Linked DNA regions of Hordeum vulgare: region 2 is linked to region 1. A link is a contact called in public Hi-C data. All regions are on one chromosome and are shown on one strand. The core of a region is the stretch at or near the end of the contact, and the rest is flanking DNA. Distances in the headings are between cores, read along the strand shown.

What was found. Hi-C and Micro-C count contacts between places; a contact is called where the count stands out from the background.
Region 2: a contact with region 1 is called in a Hi-C map of leaf, with 4 times the contacts expected there. The contact joins the promoter of LOC123429715 here to the enhancer-like site in region 1. A contact is called at or near these places in 5 of 6 Hi-C or Micro-C datasets (leaf and seedling).

What each region holds. Positions count from the first base shown.
Region 1 is chr1H:241,197,209-241,204,631 of MorexV3_pseudomolecules_assembly, forward strand. No RefSeq gene overlaps it. Among protein-coding and RNA genes, the nearest start is that of LOC123429715, 230 kb to the right of the region's middle. Within about 2 kb of position 4,718, at least 2 of the 3 cell types and tissues checked have open chromatin away from gene starts, as enhancers often do. A contact at or near this core is called in leaf, where this site is marked.
Region 2 is chr1H:241,421,867-241,429,289 of MorexV3_pseudomolecules_assembly, forward strand. LOC123429715 reads left to right here and starts at 4,904. Exons shown (of 2, transcript XM_045113726.1): 1 at 4,904-5,941. The coding sequence starts at 5,124.

The DNA.
Region 1 (7,423 bases), core at 3,468-5,967:
TGGATGACTTTTCTTCAAAAACGTTGATTTTTGCTTTCAAAATCAATGATTTTTTATTATTTGATAATATATTTCAAAAAACAAAGAACCTTTTTTTGAAATCCGTTGAAGTTTACATTTTTGATGAATTTTTAGAAAATTTGCTGAACTTTTTTCAAATCGATGAACTTTTTTCAGATTCGATGAATTTTTTCAAATTATGATGAACTTTTGTCAAATTTGATAAGCTTATTTTAAAAACCGATGAACTTTCTTTTGAAATCCGCTGAAGTTTATGCAAATTTTGTGAACAATTTTAAAAATTGATGAACTTTTTTATGAGTTTGATGAAACTTTTAAAAACTCATGAACTTTTTTAACAATTGGTGAACTTTTTGTATCTTGTGAACTTTTTCAAATTTGTTAACTTTTTTCAAACTCTTTTTTTTTTCTTAAATTAGTGATCTTTTTAAAAATTTGTGAAATTTTCTTGTCAAATTAGCGAATTTTCAATATTCATGATTTTTTCAAATACGCGAGGCTTTTAAAATAAAAAAAGTTCGTGAACTTTTAAAAAATCTATGGACTCCCATTTTTTGGAACAACACGGCTAGAGTGTTCTTAACGATTTTCGAGGTTCTATTGATTACTATTAGCTTTTAGTTCTAGTGGTTAGCACAGTAGAGGTAGGAAAGAAAGGACCTGAGTTCGAATCTTTGGAGCGGTAATGCTTTTTTTCTGTTGGGTGTTGCGCGTTGTGGACCGGCCCATTAGGGAGATGCAGCGAGCGCTGTTCTGACGCTAACGGATGTCACATAGGGTTTGCCCGCGTGGCGCTCGCTTGGTTCGCTCTAGGTCGGTTGAAGCGAACTCGCGCTCGTTCGAGTAGATCCCAACCCAAAAAAAGGTTTGATCTATTGGCTCGACATGTCTCCCTCGTTGACCTTTTCAAAAATTTCATTCGTTCAAAAAAAATATGATTTCATAAAAATCCATTATTTCAAATAAGTTCACGAATTGGGGAAAAAAGTTTACGAATTTGCAAAAAAAAATCAAGAAATAAAAAAATCATGCATTTGAGATACCAATTTCAGAAAATTGACAAAAGGGTTCACCAATTTGCAATAAAGTTCAATAAATTTTAAAAAGTTAACGAGCTTAAGAATAGTTCCACAAAATGAAAAAAAATCAAGAATTTGGAAAAGAATATCATAAGACCAAAAAAATCACGGATTTGAAAAAACAAATCATGAATTTTCTAAACGTTCAAAATAAATAAAATTTAAAACGATAGATAAAATGGAAAACTGAAAATAAAACGAAAACATGAAATGAAAAAGAGTGAAGAACAAGAAAAACGAGGTAAAAAAATCACGCTATAAAACCGAGCGAATTGTACAGATATGATGAAGAAAAACTTACACTTCTGACCATTTTTGTAACAGCCCAAGCTAAAACACCTAGACTTGTCACAAAAAAGGGAAAAAGACTAAAGCCCCTAGACCTTTTGCTATATTTGTAATATATTCGTTAGGCTCGGCATCCTCTCCTGATAAGTTTTCCTTCACCCTTAGACTCATGTGGCTTTGGTTTGCTTGGACGAAACCGGCTAAGCCTTGGGTTGGGCTTGGATTCCCTTTAATGAGTGATACAAAGATCTTTTTGCTGGAACCACAATCGTCTTAATCGAAACAATACAAAGTTATCCTTTTTCTCGGAGTCCCCCCCCCCCCCCCAAAGATTTTTGAGTGCTCCAAGAAGAAAAAAAATCCTCGGTTCAAACGACCTTGGATAACAACTTCTCGGTGAGTCAGATTAACACCTAAGAGGGCCTCACCTTAAAAAGATCCAACAATTTGTGTATCTTTGGGACAAGCTTACCTCCATTCAGTTAGTCTCACACATTGTTGTTACGATCACGTAGAGTTTCACCTTGGATAGTGTGTATTCCACGTCCTTGTGCTACAAAGCACAATTTGAGGGTCACACCACTTCGACCATGTACGTGTATGTTTGGAAAGTTTGGGCGTTACGAGAAATGTAAACTCTTTGCTTGGCTTGTGATCCAAAATAGAGTTTGGACGGTTGATAGGCTTGAGTGTCGAGGAAGGCCCAACCGTATCATTTGTACCATTTGTAAGCAAACCCAGGAGACTTCGACGCATCACCTGTGCCACTGTCGCTTCTTGGTGAGGGTTCTACGTGACATCTTGGATTGGCTTGGCCTCTTCGGCGTCAAACCCCGGGAATGGGGCTTGAGGGGTAACGTCAATGAGTGGTGGATCAATGTCACCTAAGCCAAGGCCACTATAAGAAGTCCATGTCAACCATGTCGATGTTCATCTCATGGGAGCTTTAGAGGAGCGCAAGGTGAGGGTCTTCTACAACAACATGACTCCTTCATCGGTCTTGGTGTGCATCATGAAAGAGGAAATTAGTTTGTGGGTGCTCGTGGGCTGCTAAGTATTTGGGCTTTGTAATATCGCGAGAATGATGACCTTTCTTCTTGCCCTTTGTCAGGCTTTGATACAAATCTTCCCTCTTAATTAATGAAATGGCGAGCATTTTGTCTCGTTTTAGGAAAATCATCGATGCATGTGTGTTATGTGCCTATGTGTTGGTCGACGTTGTATGTATTTGTCTTGTCGACGAAGAATCTTAGGGTCTTATTTCTTTGCGTGTGGATCGGACTAGACTATATACTCGATAGGGGAGAAGATTTATGTCACGCAAGTGGGGGGGGGGCACCGAGTCCCTCGCACGTGCTTTTTCTTCGTGCATTTGATTTCCAATCATTCATACCTTCTGAATGAGAAGTCCAAACAAAGTGTTGTTTTCATATTCGTGTTTTTGTGATGAGGACTTTCTAATAAGATGCATTTTGAATAGATTTAGATGAGCTTCTGAAAAATAGATGTTAAGTTTGGATTCTTAAAATTTAGTACAAAATGATGAGTTTCAACAATTAAAACTTAGGCCTTATCGTGTCTGTGTGGGGATACAAGTACTTCATGAATCGCGAGGCAATTGAGCAGTTCGATGCGGCTTAACATATGCGTGCCTTCACATCCGTGTGCTTTCTAGTCAATTGCGTGAAACTATCACATTTGTGGATAGGTTTGCTGAAAACAAGCAACTCATTAATCCGTTGCAAAAAACATCGCAATCTGAGTTAAGTTGTTGCAAAAGGCATTGATCGGATGATTTGGTCCGTTTAATCACTTTATTACAAGTGGGGCCAGATTGTAAAGAGTTGACTTAGCAAAAAAATAACACACACACACACCCTTGGATCCAAAAAACCAAAAGCAATCAACCCCCCCACCGTGCCCTCACATGCACACCGTGGACAATCCCTACTACCAACGCAACTCAGTTGGCGCAGCGACGCATTGGCACCGTTGTCGTCGTCGTTGCTTGCGAGGAAGATGTGGTCATCGCCGTGTGAGCCTTTGAAAGAGTGCACGGTGAAGAACGCCCGAAGCAGGGCCGCAACCGCCTCCATTTAGCACCCGTAGAGCGCCTCTTGTGGCAGCCTTGAGCGCTGCCACGACGCCCTCGGCCTTGCGGCCAGTGAGATAGAAGACGACGAGCGAGCGCCTCCCTTCTCCCGCACATGCCGACGGTGAAGTCCATCGAGGACGCGTGCGTGGGCGCCGACCGCCTCCTCGTCCTTCCCCGCGGCCGTAGCCCTTTCCGTCGCCGACGAGGGCGACACCATGCCGGACAGGCGACAGGGCCACGGTGCGGCATCCCGGCCCGGGCGCCATCGTGCTGGACGGATGGCAGCAGCACGGCGACGACATGGAGTTGTGAGGGACGGGTGTTCCACGGGGAGAGTGTTGATTGCTTTTGTTTTTAAAATCTAGGGGTGTGTGCATTTTTTTTGCTAAGGCCCTCTTCGTAACCACTCAGATTATATTATCCAATTTTTATAATCTATTATGTATCCAAACAAGATAGATTATGTTATAAATTATAAAAACTAGATGGACAAATTAATAAGAACTCACAATCTACTCTACTCAACGAAAATCAGATTATGAATTGTCAATGACCCATTACCCTTGTAAAGTTGGAGATAATTACATTTCTACCACCACCACCCTCCTATTTTAAAAAATAGAGGACATACAGGTCATTATGCAATGTAAAATCTGAATTACAGTTTATATAACCTGACCTCCAAACGTGTTCACCTAGATTATTTTTATAAATCAAATTATATAATATATCTTCATAATCCAGATCATCATAATTTATTGGTATTCCAAACGGGCCCTAAGTCAATTGCTTACAATATTGTCTCACTTATAAGAAAGTGATTAAACGGGTCAACTCACCGACCAGTGCTTTTTTTAACGACTTAACGGAGATTGTGGTGTTTTTACAAATCTAATCACAAATGTGATAGTTTCTTGTAATTGACTCCGTAGTTTCGTACTCGGAAGTTGACCAATCCGGTCTTGTTTGCAGGATCATGTTCACCCCTGGCTCGCATTGCCGATGGATGACTGCAACTGTATTCCCGGGCAGTCCAGGTGACATTGGACGCCAGCAAGCGCCACGAGACAAGGACCCTGCAACGGACGAGACACGACGGGAATCGGTACGCGCGGCGCGGTAGCTGGCTGCTACGCGGTCGCCGTCCGCCGGGCGCGCGGCTCCTGCAGGCACCAGGCAGACACAGCGCCGCGACGGCCGACGCCCCAACCACGCCGTAACAGCGAGACGCCATCCTCTCCGTGCCCAAACAGCCGACTCTTTCTCCGTAAAGATTTCTTGCGGCGTTGCGTTGGGTTGGGTGTGCGGGTGCCGCGCCGGTCTCTGTCCCGCCGGATTCGATCATTCTTTCCTTGTCTGTCGGTGCACAACTTCTCCGTTGCTCGTCACAGAGCGTCGCCAAAGATGCCGGGTAAATCGTGATTAGCATATGATAGTTGGCACGTCATTTTGGTTAGGACCCGAGAGATCTGGTTGTTGCATGCAGCGGGCGTGGTGTGGATGTATGTGTGATGGGCTTGAGTAGTACTGTACATATGCATGAACGACTGGCAAATGCTCCCCCTCGCCCCTAAATAGCAGCGCACAGCTTGCAACATGTGCATCCCCTGCCCTCCCACGAATACAATCGAATGTCCAGCTGGCTACACAAAAACACCTGGCCGAACAAATGATGATTAAGTCCGGCGCAAAGATACAAAAAGAGGTGGATATATTGGCGGGACACGGCATGAGACGGAGAACATGGAGTCCGGAATCGTGCGTGTCGCTTTTGGCAAGGGCTAGACAGATTATCTTTTTGAAGCTTCTTCTTTTCTGGGACCCTGCCTCGCTTTCCTTCTCAAATCATGGCCAACCACTATTAGTATGGACCGGGGGCGTTTGATGGCATGGCGACAACACTGCACGCGGGTACGTAGGCGGCTACCCATGGCCGGTCAGCCCAACTCCAACTCACGATCTTAAATGATTCGTTTCGTCCGTTTAAGGATGATGATGAAATTGCATTTGCCTGGATTTATGAATATATTTATGAATATGACGACCACGCACGGATGTATTTACATTCATACACATTCTTTGTAACAGATCTTTTTATTGTTATCGTTGATTTTTTATACATATGGTTTGTTTCGTTTGTTTGAAGATGGTAATAAATCCGTGTTCGTCTGGATTTATAAATATGGCGATCGTGCGTCTAACGTGCGGATGCATTTAAGTCGCATTTGATTCGCACACAATTTTTATATCAAATCTTTATATTTTCGTTGTTGATTTTTATATACATTGGAATACATATCAAATTTTGACTAGAATTAAAGAAAACAAGAACTAAAAAAACATTTTAAAACATATCCAACTTTCATAACTACTGCTATAAGTTGGATTAGTGCCTTCTCGGTTCATTTATTGTTGATCTTAAATGTTTTTTTCTTTGAGTCTAAAAAATTAGATGTTGTTTCATCACATTTAGTCTGATCTTTAGCCTCTATTCTAGCAAAAAGTGCACGAACATCTAATAAATTGTGTGTTATTAATAGATCGATGTATTCTTATTTTCAAATTAAAATTTGCATCTAGCCTACACAATAAATATTTGAGTGTAAGCAAAATGAGCCAAATCGAGAAGCACAACAGAAGGTAAACTAGCACATACATCATCATTATTACACTTGATAAACACCCATTCGGGATGTTCCGGCGTTGTAGACACGCGGTGCAAGACCTTCAATGGACAGTCATCGCACTTTATGAACGACATTGGTGCGCCGACGAGCATTTGGGCCAGCATCGAGCCCGGACGACGACACTTGGTGTATTTGTTGGCGAACCGGCAACGGAGTAGATCCAAGCAGCTAGAGGCGGATTCAGTACCCGCATGTAGCCTGAAGGCGTTGCGAGAGCTGTGCGGGCCAGTACCCGACTAGTCCATGGCACGGCAAGGCCTCCGACGGCCGCAAGGAGCTAAAATCCGGCCGGATCCACTCCTAATCCGACCGCAGAATCCGCTGAAATCTGGCGGCTGGAGTTGGACATCTCGGGGCGTCGGTGGAGGAGCTGCGACTAGGGTGGGGCAGGGGCTCACCAGTCGTGTTGGACAACACACGACCGAGAAAAATGACAATAGCGATGGCTAGGGCGAGAGGGGATTGGGGCGGGGGTGCGACTGGAGGGGGGGGGGGTAGAAAAAGAGCCGCACGTGTCTCCAATGGGCGGGCCAGGAAGGATATGGGCACGCGCCACATGTCGTTCGCGCATGTCCGTTCGACCGCAAACGCAGTCCAAAGTTGGATCGGGAATGGATTTAAAACGGACCACAAACGAATATTGGTCTGTTTGCTCCCGTGCGTTCGACGGCCTGTTCAGTCCGTTTATCCTCAAGCGAACGCGGGCGGACAGAACGGGGTTGCCCGTTGGAGTTGTCCTTAGAGTTTTACAAGAACCAGACATCTATGGCACGCAGGCGAACCTCGGTCCTTACCAAGATTGACCACATGTTCCACTCCGACGATTGGGACATGCTCTTCCCCAACGCGCACCTTCAGGCTATCACTACAGCTTGCTCGGATCATGCTCCGTTATACCTTCAGGGGTGCGTCGGCAACTCGAGAAAGCCTTCCTTTAAATTCGAAGAATTCTGGCTTCGTCTCCCGGGCTTCAAGGACACCGTTGCCTTAGCATGGAACAAACCTGTTCAGGCCCGTGATGCCATCCGCAAGATTCATATCAAGCTCTGTCGGACCGCGAAGGCCTTGCGCAAGTGGCTAAAGGAAAAAGTCGGGGTGCTTGGCTCCCAGATCACGGTTGCCAAGGAGATCATCTGGCACCTGGATGTTGCTGAGGAGGGAAGACCGCTCTCGGACTCTGAGAGGGATTTGCGTAAACAACTGAAGGCCTCGTACCTCGGGCTTCTTGCCATTCAGAAAATCAAGCTGAGACA
Region 2 (7,423 bases), core at 3,654-6,153, 220 kb after region 1:
CATGTTGCCTAAGTTAAAAGCGCGAATTGCAACGAAACACAAATAACAAAACAAACAACAAGCACACATGGTTTCAAATGAACCATTACAAAAACTCGACTTCGCATGAGGGATACAAGACACATCCTACCCTAGGGGGTTCTCAGACTCAAGTGGTGGAGTGCTCGGTCTCGTACTCATGCTCCTCAATGTCTTCCTCCTGGTCATCATGTGTATGGGCATCATCTCTGGTTGAGGGGGTCGGAGGACGAGGAGGTCCATCCCGACGACGCTTCGCTGATGGGTCGGTGAAGAGCGCATGATACTCCATCGCACTCATGATGACATGTGGGTGCATCTCTAGCTAGGGGTATTGCTCCTCTGTAAGCGATAGTTGGTCATCTCTCAGGGGCTCCATCCTTCTTGATCATGTCTCACTTCGTCTTGACTAGCCAAAGTAGCTCGTGGGTTTGCTGAATTTCCGTGCGGAGCTTCACAGACTCCTTAATTAGGTTGTGATCTAGACTGTCGGTAGAGAGGCTGAAGTAGGTCTGGAACCTGAGTGGTGTTCCATCCTCCTTGGATGGAACCAACGTCCTACTCTTTTCAATATCATCCTTCCTGAAAGGAAGGTGGCGAGTAGACGTCTCGTCAGCCATCTTTGGGATGATGTCTCGAAGGTGGATGTGTGCCTTCCGTGCAGCGGTCTCGACTGCTAATGCCAATGTCTCCATCTATGGTCCTTCAAAGAACCATCTTGTTGGAGAGTCGTTTGCCTTCATGACCACATCAGTGACATCGACCCAATGCTCGTGGTAAAGGAAAATGGGTGATCGGTGAAACTGGCACTTCTCCAGGCTATCCTCAAGGAGTAAGGAAGCCAGATGCTATGAGTTCCTCGGGTACGATGGCCATCTAAAAGGATTAAGGGGAGGGGTGTGAGTAAAGTTTGAAAGTAGAGTAGAAGAGGTATGAAATGCAGAAACACCTAAGTATTGGTACTAGGAATATTTTTTTGAAAGGGTTCTTATCCTAACTAACGTCCATGCTAACTAAGGCTTCCTACAGTCAGGATAGCTCTGATACGAGCTGTGTGGGGACCGTGACTCATAAGTCATGATCACCGAATGGATGTGTATAGAGATCCCGGAGGTCAATACATACCATGTAATACAAATAAATATCATTTAGGTCAGGCCTTACATAGATAGGGCCTCTAAGGCCAACACACCAAACATAACTAGCAGCGGAAATCTTGAACGAAAGCGTGAACTCATGCCGTCTGCCTTAACCCTACAAGCATTCTGAGTGGGAAGCGTCCTAGTTCGCATGTTCGTCTCCAATGAACTCTTCATCATACTCATATTCTTCCACGCACGACCAATTAAATAACTAGTGGCAAGCCAACGAGTACTTTGAATGTACTCGCAAGACACCCATGTTTGGAACAAGGCAATAACAATGCATGATGTGGCCCTAAGTAGGTAAATTGCGGAAAGCTAGTTTTGAGTACAATGATAGGATCAATCAACTTGTAAATGCATGCATCATGAGTTTACAGATATCCATATGAACAGGTTACAGATATCATTATGTTAGGGGTTGAACATCTCATGTTCACTCGTCATGTCAAGTCATCTGACTTAGCTAAAGTATCATCTTTCTCTCTCACGCACACATAGTCCAAGTTTGTGAAAACATTTGGACATAGTCTAAACAGGACCACCAACTGTCCATGACCATGGACACGGCTATTTTAATAATTTTACACTCTGCATAGGTTGCAAAGTTTACCCACGGGACTCGGGAAACTTCCGTGTCAATCCACGACTTGTGGTATTTTCCATACCCAAGGTAATTACCCGAACATTGCCTTTCTCGTGATGATACTAATAAAGAGTCTACTCGTTGGTGCCATCCCTCGTGATGTACATCACAAGTATCATCCACGAGGGCACGCAATAGTGTGCCCAATGTCTTTGAAAGCAGCCCATGGTCGTCCTTTCCGGCATGACCCCGTATCGAGAGTGACCATGTCACTCCCGACACTAGTAGTGTCGGCTCTGTGCTACTACCGACCAAGGTAATCAGCAAAGCCCCATACCATATGGGGTATCGTGGTTGCGCATGTATGGTTGGGATGGTGAGCCCATCTTACATCTAATCCATTTCCGAAAACACACACGCATCTTGCCTCGGTACGCCACTTCTTTCTCAAATGGTTACCTAACTCATTGCCATGTCCCTCGACCATTAGTGGCACCCGGCGGGGTTTTCAAAAAGTCTTTGAAAACACCGTTGTTTCCAACACATGCATAATCCCATTCCAATGGTGTAGCAACTACGTAGCATCATATCCACTTCCCACCCACACAACCCTCATAGGATGGTAGGATCATGCTCAGTGCAAGTATCAACGAGGAAATATCGGAGACAACCCACCAAGGTGGTCACCAATTCAATCATGATTCAGATGCAGCGAAATAAAGTGCCATATGACATGCATAAAAGGGGTTTCATAGTCATGGTCAAAGGGTTGGTTGCCTCGCTCAACAAGGTCTTCAAAGTCCTCAAAATCTTCTCATCCAACTCCCTCGTCAACAACGCAATCTATTGTCGCAATTATAATGGACAAAATAAGACCACGACAAAAACAAGAAAATATAACACCCAGAAAAATGTCAACTCATTTTTGTAAAATACTAGGGTGAATATTAGCATTGTGAAAATTATTAGTTTTTAGTTTTGAATTATAGAAAGTGGTGAAATGCATTTTAACACACAGAAAAAATACTTAAAACAAGGTTTTTAAATAAAAGAGTGTGTAGAACCATCTTCAAAAATTGCACAAGTGGCATAATCAAATAGGTGGTGGTGGTGGTGACTAATCCAGCAGGGCTTCGCCTAAGCACCGCCGAATTAGACTAGAGGAGAAACAAATCTAGAGGGAGAGAGAGGCAGCCGTGGCTGATTTCTGTGTGTCAAAAAACCCTCAATACCTCTAGTATATATAGGAGGAGGGGAGAGGAGGCAGCCTTGGCCCCTACTCCAAGGAGAAGGGGTCGGCCGAACCCTATAAGGAAGAGTCCACCTTCCCACAAGGGAAGTGGACTACTTTGGGAGGACTCCTCCTTCCTTTCCTTTTAAAGGACTTTTGTCTTTTATCTCCACTCCTAGCCGCATGGACTTTTGAGAGAGACTTCGTCCAGCCCACCAGGGGCTGGTCCACCTCCTCTCACATCCCATGAAGCCCTTGGGTCGTCACACCCCTCCCGGTGGTCCCTCGGTACCCTCTCGGCACTCCCGGTACACTATCGATGAGCCCGAAACCTTTCCGGTGACCAAAATAGGACTTCCTATATATCAATCTTTACCTTCGGACCATTTCGAAGGTCCTCGTGACATCCAGGATCTCATCCGGGACTCCAAAAAACCTTTGGTCACCAACACCTATAACTCAACTATACAGAAACGTCACTGAACCTTAAGTGTGCAGACCCTGCGGGTTCGAGAACTATGCAGACATGACCTGAGACACTCCCCGGTCAATAACCAATAGCGGGACCAGGGTGCACATATTGGCTCCTACATATTCTACGAAGATCTCTATTGGTTGAACCTCTATGTCAAGGATTCAATTAATCTCGTATTATGTTCCCTTTGTCTTTCGATATGTTACTTGCCCGAGATTCGATCGCCGGTATCTCCATACCTAGTTCAATCTCGTTATCGGCAAGTCTTTTTACTTGTTCCGTAATGCAATATCTCATGACTAACTACTTAGTCACATTGCTTGCAAGGTTTGTTGTGATGTTGTATTACCGAGTGGGCCCCGAGATACCTCTCCGTCACACGAAGTGAGAAATCCCAGTCTTGATCCATGCCAACCCAACAGACACCTTCACAGATACCTATTTAGCACCTTTGTAGTCATCTAGTAACGTTGCGACGTTTGATACACACAAGGTATTCCTCCGGTATCCGAGAGTTGCATGATATCATGGTCATAGGAACAGATACATTGACATGCAGAAAACAGTAGCAATAAATTGACACGATCATATGCTACGTTTATAATTTGGGTCTTGTCCATCACATCATTCTCCTAATGATATGGTCCCGTTATCAAGTGACAACACTTATCTATGACCAGGAAACCTTGACCATTTTTTATCAACGAGCTAGTCAACTAGAGGCTTACTAGGGACAGTGTGTTGTCTATGTATCCACACATGTATTTGAGTTTCCAATCAATACAGTTATATCATGAATAATAAACGATTATCATGAATAAGGAAATATAATAATAACCAATTTATTATTGCCTCTAGGGCATATTTCCAACAGTGTGATCACGCACAACATGATCGTCGAGGATGAGGGTGGCGATGTTCCCATAACTCTGGAATTTGAGAACATGGGTGATCTAACAACTTCCGAAACAGAATTCAGCCACATTTGAAGAGTTTGTTTAAATGCATCAACAAATTCGACATCGATCAACTCACGAACAACTGAAGGAAAAATCTGATTGAGCATGAGTGGACGGTGAAAGGGACAACAATGTTAGAATATAATATTTTAACTTTTTAAAATTTATACTAGTGTTGCATGCGGCTATTTGAACGTATGTACCATATGCATGCGGCTATTTGGCTATTTGAACGTATGTACCATATGCATGCGGCTATTTGATCGTGCTGAGTTGAAAAAAAATGAAAAAGGCCGAATGTATGCAGCTATGGTTAAAATGGCGTTCTTACGCATTCGTGTGCGTGGACTGATTATCTATCAACGGACGGGTGCGGAAGAAAATTTGCGGATTAACGTTGAAGATGCCGTAAGTAGGTATGTGGAATGGGTGTTCTCTAAAAAAAGAAGATTTTGAAAGGTGAGCAATTTGCTAAAATGTTCAAAACTCGAGGTTGTAAATGCAACAACAGAAGTCCACTGTTAGTTGCGCGGTACATGGAGATATATCGGGGACGTCCCCCTGGACATGGGAAAACTGCGTTCCATAGCTACCGACTGCCTTGCCACTGCCGCTCCATTTCCACTTGCCAATTTGACAGATCAAACCCAGTCTTTAAGCTTCTCTCGGACACACACCACGGTCGGCTCACAGTCGGGACCAAGAACCATCGATGGACGACAAGCCTTCCTTGGCGCCGAAGCCCAAAACCAAGGCCACCGTGGTGGCGGCTGCCTCGCCAGCGCCGGCAAGGACGACGCCGGCACTGAAGAAGCCACCCCTCGCGCCCCCGCCTCAGATGATCCCGCTAAAGCCGCCGCCGGCGCACCATTACCGACAGCAGCGCGGCGGCGGGGCGCCGCGGAAGCGGCATCGCAGCGGCAGCGGGTGCTCCGGCCGCCGCGTGTGCTGCCTCGCAACCGGGTTCTTCCTGCTCGCGCTCTGCCTCGCGGTCGCCGCGGCCTGCCTGGCGTACCTCTGCTACCACCCGCGGCCGCCGTCGTTCCACCTCCAGCCGGTGTCGACGACGCGGTTCCGCGTCGGCAACTCCACCGAGGTGTCGGCCATGGACGTCACGGCGGCCGTGAAGGTGGTGTCCTGGAACCCCAACGACAAGATCGCCTTCGAGTACGGCGACGGCGAGGGCCGCGTCTACCTAGCCGACAGTGACGGAGACATCACGCTGGGGTGGGCGCCCGTGGGAGGCTTCGAGCACGGCGCCCGGAGGGTGGCGGTCGTCGGGTTCGTGGCGGCCGCGAAGGGGGTTGTGGTCGACGAGGCGGTGGCGGCCCGCGTGCGCGACGGGTACCGGCGGCGGCGGCTCGCGTTCAAGGTTGTCGTGGACACCCACATCCGCGTCCGGGTCGGGGCCGTGCGCACCGGCATGGTGCCCGTGAGGCTGTCCTGCGACGACGGCGTTATGGCGCCGCGCGGCGTCTCCGCCGGGAGCCCAATGAGCAGATGCCAGGTGTACCTACTCAGAATGACATGGTAAGCTGATCGTTCTTCTATTTCATACTCCCTCCGTTTCAAAATAAATGTGTTGAGGTTACTGTTAGTCCGTTCTTTTTAAGATAAAAGAACATAAGCCTTTTTCTTTTTATTACTAACTTTTTATTAAATTTAATATAAAGTTGAGATACTTATTTTGGGACGTCCGTTTGTTGCCTTACGCTTGCAAGAACTATTCCCAAGATTTGCCTTCTAAAAATTTGCATGAATGGATATATGACTTTGATAAGCAGAGCTTTCAACTAGGATATCATCAGAACAGAAACATGAACCAGTAAAAAATGTGCAACACTTAGTGATAGCAAGAAGCTTAAAGTTGCAAATCCTTAATGAGAAACCTGGGTGATACGCATGGTATCACTCTCAGAATTCATACTTGAAAACGTGTTTGCTCTCACAGAGAAATTCCACATCGTTCATTTCCCGCAAAACCATTGTTTAAGAATAATTCTGCTTAATTCCAGAAGGCATCAACCATCTGTATATCATCGATGACAATCACAAGGAAAGATTCCACAAGTCAATGGGGAATTCGGACACAAGCCAAAGAGTAGCGCATATATGCGTACGACCACGAGATGTCATTGTCGTCTACTAGGGGCACCTACAGATTTAGTACTCATATACGTGAAAAGTGATGCGCAGCAAGACACATATTTTGTGGCCTACAAGATGCCCCAGGCACAGGCAGGCACTGTATGTAGACTGTAGTGCAGACCATCCAGATAGATCCATGGATACACAACGGAGACGGGGCATCTGCCTTGCTTGATGACCGACGGCTGTGAGAGTGAGTCGAGCGAAACACCTGTCTCCAAGCAAAAGCTAGCCCAGGATTCGCTCTGTCCCTCCATAGCTTCTGCCTGCGTAGGCTTAATTACGTCGCACGCATCACCGTACACACGAACAGAAAATTGTTCTTTACTTCCGCTCATGGTACAGTTAGCATTTCAAGTGAATCCACACTTAAATGTCAGCTGCTCGATCGCCACACGGTGTTGGTGCTGCAACCAACTTTCGCAAGTTGGCATCCCGTCTGGACCATCAGGTAGCTCCCATGAATACGATCGAATATTTGCAAACTGTACAAAGTGTGGAGGACGAATGGGGAAGCTCTTTGGAGACATTGGATCCTATAGATGAAAGGAACATGATTGGTGGCATCCGTATTGGTACAGCTACAACTGTACTAGTAAGGACCATGCGTCCAAGACAAAACACTCACAGCACCCTTTGGCTTAGAGCATCTCTAGCACTAGTAGACACGTATAATGCGCCGACCCGTATAATGCCTCGACCCGTAATATAACCGTTAAAATATGGCTTCGCATAAAAAAAAATACTCGATCAGACTTGTATCAAGCCGAGACCTGTAAAAAGAATTGCGGGACGAGACAAAAATTCGTCCTCAACTTTTAGATTCACGGAGTGGGAGGCCGGCCCGAGCTCGTCCCCCATCCG